2 separate regions of the Gossypium hirsutum genome follow, and region 1 is linked to region 2. Evidence: chromatin contacts called from public Hi-C data. All regions are on one chromosome and are shown on one strand. The core of a region is the stretch at or near the end of the contact, and the rest is flanking DNA. Distances in the headings are between cores, read along the strand shown.

Region 1 (3,464 bases), core at 221-2,720, 310 kb before region 2:
AATACAATCCAAAATGAAAAACCAAATTCCACAAAATGGCGCATTGAAATTAATAATTGAGAAGAAAAAATGAAGACAAAGAAAAAACAACCTAATCTTTTATCAGTGCAAAATAAATAATAAATAACTTAATCAGATTAATCAATTTGTTAGGTACGGAAATGAAACAATAATTAACAAAAATGTTAGGCTGATATAATTGACTATAAATTTAGATTCTACGATCTTTTCTTTTCCCCTATATACAACTCGAAATGAAAAACCTAATTCCACGAACTAGCGGATTGGAATTAACAATTGAGAAACAAAAATGAAGACAAAGAAAAAACAACATAATTTTTTATCAAATTTCGCAAAATAAATAATAATTCAGATTAATAAATTTATTAGCTACGAAACTTTATTAAAAACAATTATTAACAAAAATGTTAGGCTGATTTAATTGAATATAAATTTAGAATTCTACGATCCTATTTTTGCCCTAAATACTGTCAGAAATGGAAAACCAAATACCACGAACAGACGGTGAAATAAACAATTGAGAAATAAAAATGAAGAAAATGGGGGAAAAAACCCCCTAATTTTTATCACTTTTTCACAAAAAAAAATTCAGATTAATCAAAATTTCAGCTATGAAGATTTATTTTAAAAAGGTGAAATTGAATATAAAATTAGAGTCTACGATCCTAACTTTTCCCTAAATACAGTCCGAAATGGAAAACCAAATTCCACGAACAGACGGAGGAATTAACAATTGAGAAAGAAAAATGAAGAAAAAGAAAAAAAAACCTAATGTTCATCAAATTTTCGTAAAATAAAAAATAATTCAGATTAATAAATTTGCTAGCTACGGAAATTTATTAAAAAACCAATAATCAACAAAAAAATGTTAAGCTGATTTAATTGAATGCGAATTTAGATTTTACGATCTTCTTTTTCCCTTTCTAAATACAAACCAAAATGAAAAATTCGACGAAACTTGCGCAATGGATTTGAATATCGAGAAGCAAAAAATAAAAACGAAGAGAAAAAGAATACGAACCGGCCAGCGACATAGAGCCAAGCGATGCAAGAGAAAAAAGCCATCAACAAAGAAGGCTTGGATGTTTGCAGATTCTTCGATCTCCATCGTTTATCTCCTTTAGTGGTTGTAGGTAAACCCTCCATATCACACTCTTAACGCATATACAGAATCGAAACAGAGAATTGATCGCCGGTCTCTGATGATCTCTACTTTTATAATTCGGATAATTACAATGAACGAGAATGCGAACTCAGTGTAGGGATTCAAATCAAGTATGAAAAAGAAATGACGGAGAATCAAAGACTAGAAGAAACAAACGGAAATTTGAAATGAAATTAAAAAGAAAAACGAAGAGAGAGATCTGAGAGCGGTAACTGACGATGGGTTGTATAGGCCAAGCCCACCTAGATTCGGCCTACACCGAACTTGGACAATCCCACCAATTTAATTTTGGTAATTTTTATTAGATCTTGGCAATTTGTACAACGAATTCAGATATTCCCTATTTAATATTTGGAATTATATTTGAATTTAGATTTTAAAATTATGGATTGGAAGTAGATGTGATTGGTATTTTACATATTTATTACTTAAATTTATATTATTAATTTGAATAACAGTCTAAAATCCGGATATTTAAATTCACATGTTGTAAAATGCTTATAAATTTGATTATGAATATAAAATATTAGCTTAAGGTCTAAAAAGTTTTCAAACTTTAAAAAAAAAAAGTAATTAATTTTTTGCATTTTTTTGCACTCATTTGTGTACTTGAATTTTTAAAATGCATCAAAAAAATCCTCAAACCTTTTTTAAAAAAGCAATTAAGCCCCTACTTTTTTTTTACATTCAAGTGGGTACTTGAACTTTCAAAATGCATCAAAAAAACCCTCAAACTTTTTTTAAAAAAAAGTAATTAATCCCTTGGCTTTATTAAAAATTAGAAAAAAATTAGAAAAAATTAAAAAATTAAAAAATTATTAAATTTTAATAAAAATATGAAAAAATTAAAATTTATTAAACATTAGAATTTTTTTATAAAAATCATAAAAATATAAAAAATTGTAAATTTTTATAAAAATCATAATCAAATTAACGACCCCTAGTTTTTTTATGATTTTTATAAAATTTTACAATTTTTTTTATATTTTTAAAATTTAATAATTTTTCTAAAATTTAATAATTTTTTATTTTTTATAATTTTTTTTCTAATTTTTAATAAGAGCATGGGTTTAATTGCTTTTTTGAAAACTTTTAAAGGTCTTCTTGATGTATTTTGAAAGTTCAAGTACCTAATTGAGTGAAAAAAGCAGGGCTTAATTGCTTTTTTTTGAAGAAGTTTGAGGGCCTGTTTGATGCATTTTGAAAGTTCAAGTACTTAATTGAGTGAGAGAGAGAGAGACAGAGACTTAATTGCTTTTTTTGAAAAAGTTTGAGGGTTTTTTACACCTTTAAACCTAAAGTATTCTAGCCAATTCAAATTCAAACTTTTGCAAATTAGGATATCCAAAAAAAATTGAAATTAGTTTTATTTTTGCAAATTTGGCATTCCTAAAGATAATTAAATTTTTTCGAAATTAATTTTTTTTATAAATTCGAATATCTGATAGATAATTTATAAATAATATTACTCAAATAATATTATAGATAATAAATAAATTTAAATTTTTAGATAGATTTACAAATTTCGATTTACGTAATTTACAAATTACAAACATTTACTGCCCTTCTTACACACCCACCATGTGAATGATATAAATAGTTTGTACTAGATCATTACATACTTATCAACTAAATTTCAATTGATTTGTAAATTTATAAAAAATCCATTACTTTTATAAAACAATAAATATTATTTTGGAAATATTCTTATTTTTTTATATAAAATATAAAAAATACCTAGGCATACTTTAGTAATAAAATACATTGACTTAACTCAAACATTAATATTTTATAAAAGTTTCATCAAAACAAGGTCTTAAATAACAGAAGTTTTATATACACATCATTTTCAAAATGCACGTAGGCGCCACCCCCTTAAAGCATGCATGATATGGACACAAAACAAACATTTCACAATCTAAACAGCTATTTGGTGTATCCCTTGATCAAACTTCCTTCAATCAACATATTCTGAGAACGAAAAAGAAAAACAGAGTAAGTTCATATGAACTTAGTGAATTCCAAAGAAAAATCATTCAACACATTACTTAGTATAATATATTAACTTTTCCAGAGATCATATACATATCACATAGGGTACGCCCAATGGTGTATACAGAACTTAGACAGACTCGGTACACCAACTCATAACTTGGGCTTATACTAAACACCGACTTAACATAACTCAAGACAAATCCATCTTCATGTCAGCCGTGTACTCGGAATCCAGAATCAAAAGCATATCTTTCAGACTTATTCACATTCATTCTTTCCCCCT
Region 2 (3,049 bases), core at 433-2,932:
TTTCGAGATCTACGTGCTGGAAAACTTCTTAGAGATGAATAGGGACTAATTTGTAAAGTATAATTTGTTAGTTACGAGTATAGGGACTAAAGTGTAATTATTTCAAAATTAGCACGAAATTTTTGTATTTAAGAATATTTGAATGTTATGGAAGGATGAAATTGAATTTGAATTGAAAAATGAAGCTTAGATTTGAAAATATGACTATTTAGGCTTTAGGGACTAAATTGAATAAAATGGAAAATTTTAGGGAACTTCTCAAAAGTGGAATGAGCTGACTTATACCTATAACAGGATGATATAAGACAATTCTGTAAAAAAATATCCGGTGTTTACTTCAAATAAATGAGAAAAATAACGATTTGAATGTTTCAAAATTCAATTTTAAACCGAAAAAATCAAAATTGAGGGGCAAAAGAGGATCTTTTTCGACGAAAACGTCGGCAAACCGCCTTCGATGGTTTATCAGCGCGTAGATCTCGAAAATTTATTCGAAATCAAAAAAATTCGTCTCAATCAGACAACCGAGCCAAAAGTTATGGCCTTTCAAAGTTTTCCAAGCTAAAAACACATTGTTCATGCCACGTCAGCAAATCGCGTCCTAGAGGAAGCGATTTCCTTCCACGTCAGCAAATCGCGCTGACGTGGACGCGATTTCCTGCACGTACCCTGACATCGCGCTGACGTGGACGTGATTTCGCGAAAAATGACCCATTCCGATAAATAATTAGAAAAGTGGCCTATTTCGGTAAATTTAAAAAAAAGGGCTTTTTTTAGTAATAAACCCGATAGAATTACCGTTAAAATGAAAACACGCCCTATAAATCTGGTTTGCAGGAGAAAGAATAAAAACAGCCTAAATCGTCAGCATAGTTTCTCAATTTATTTTCAGATTTTTTTTGTTAAATAAGCCACCAGCTTTGTGTACGAAAATTATAAATAAATTTAATTGAGCAAAATATAAACTTCAAACTCTGAATTCGAGGTTGGCTCTACTCCATTATACCCGTACAAGCAGATAAGGCAATCATCCCGGAGCAGGCTCCAACCCCCAAGCCCACTTCTCCCATCTTAAAATGCACGCATCTTTTTGTCAAATTCCGAAATTATCAATAATAATTAGCAGAATTTAATTTATAATCAGTCTATATATTTTAAATTTTTGAAATTTAATTTATTTTTATTCACAAAATTTTAAATACATGTCTAATTTGAAAATTCAAAGTAGAGAAATTAAAGTTAAAATATACGCTTTTTTCACTTTTTTGTATATTTGAAATTTAATTCTTTTATTTTTATTTTAAGTAATTTAATTTTTCTATTTTTTGATTTAATAATGTAAATTTAATTATTAAAATTATTCTGTTAAATACATATTTATTATAACGTTATTTCTTTTTGTTACTTGACTCTCAAGAATGTATTTTTATTTCAAAATATCATATCAATGAATTTAACTAAAAAGTTTCAGTAAGGTAAACAATTTAAACATAAATTTTGAAATCTGAAAAGGTTGAAAGATTAAATTCTTAGAAATATAAAGAGTTCAAAGACTTGAAACATATTTTAATCAGGTACTAAATTCCTAAAAGGATTATATTTTAAAAGTTTAAAGAGTACAGGGACTGGGGAATAATTAAATCTAATCAATAATAGTAAAAGAGAAAAAGGCCAAATAATTGAAATTCCTACGTCTAAACACCTGCGTGACGCTTTGGTACAGTTGTCTACTTTTTCCCCCCGATCCGATCAATAAACCCTAAAAGCTCTTTGCAATCGATTTTAATGTTCAATTTCGATTCTTAGACAGAGATCGGCGTAGTTTCGTAGTAAATAAAAAGGAGAAATAGATGATGCAGAGACGGAGTCCACCGAAGCACAGGCACGATGGGACTTCGCCACTGCCTCTCGGGATGGATTGGAGTCCGCCCCCTCGTAAATGGGTCAGCTTCCTTACAAATTTACCATTTCATTTTAAATTAGTTTGGAATTCGAATCGGCACTTAGATTCTGTTGTTGAAGAGTTTTTAGTTCATGAAATTCTAGAATTTTGAACAATAATTTAGTGTTTAGAGTGAGTTTTATGGTCGATCAAGACTAAAAGAAAAAAAGACTGGATATTTTTCAATTATGAGATTGGACTTGATTGCTAGATTGTTTCAGTAACTTACGTAATCTTAATCTCAATTGAAAAAAAAAAAAGAGTGCATTCCCTCGTAAATTGGTCAGCTTTCCGACAATTTACTCTCTTTTCGTTGATTTTATTTGAAGTTACCTTGGAATTCGAATTGGCACTCAGATTTTGCGATTGAAGAGTTTAGTTCATAGAAATTATAGAATTTTGATCCATAATTAATGCTTATAGGGAGTTTTACGGTGGATCAAGACCCAAAAAACAGACTATAGATTTTGCAATGATGAGATTGGACTTGATTGCTAGATTGTTTCATTAACTGATGTAGCTATCTTAATCTCAATTGAAAAAGACTTTTAAATAAAATACCTCTTAACCAGTTTTTAAATGCATTAATATAGTAAATTTAGAATTTTATGTTTGCTTCGCTTGTCAGTATAAGTCCTCATAAGCTGGTTTTGAGCATTTACAAAGTTCCTATGGTTCTTAAGCATTTGCTGCTGAAATTTTAGTTGTAGTATTTTTCATAAGGACAGTGATAGGAGAATTCTATCAAGAATCTAGACATCTAAAAGTAAGGGATGAGCTATACTTTAATCTTGACATAGATTGGTATTCTGAATACTATCTTTCTTTTAACTTAGGAAGGAATGGATTTTGATGTTCTTCATTCATGTTGCTATTTTATTAGTAGAACCTTTTTGGCTGTCTGGAAACTTATAATTGAATTTTGGTTTTAGCGCTTATTCAATTTACATATACATGCAGAATGGGAGAGAAACTGTTTGGCCACATGATCCTCGAACTGGATGGAGTTACTGTGTTACAATACCTTCGTGGGTTGTCCTTCCAAAATCAAGAGATTCAGATCCTGTAGTGGTAATCACTAATATATATGTCTATGGTAGATTGTAT

Evidence for each region. Hi-C and Micro-C count contacts between places; a contact is called where the count stands out from the background.
Region 1: a contact with region 2 is called in a Hi-C map of leaf, with 2.4 times the contacts expected there. The contact joins the promoter of LOC107962907 here to the promoter of LOC107901615 in region 2. A contact is called at or near these places in 2 of 34 Hi-C or Micro-C datasets (both in leaf).

The regions. Positions count from the first base shown.
Region 1 is chrD06:23,889,032-23,892,495 of Gossypium_hirsutum_v2.1, reverse strand. It overlaps LOC107962907 (hydroxyproline O-galactosyltransferase HPGT3), which reads right to left and starts at 1,470. Exons shown (of 12, transcript XM_041095401.1): 1 at 1,043-1,470. The coding sequence starts at 1,167.
Region 2 is chrD06:23,584,386-23,587,434 of Gossypium_hirsutum_v2.1, reverse strand. LOC107901615 (PX domain-containing protein EREL1) reads left to right here and starts at 1,682. Exons shown (of 10, transcript XM_041095392.1): 1 at 1,682-1,943; 2 at 2,903-3,013. The coding sequence starts at 1,851.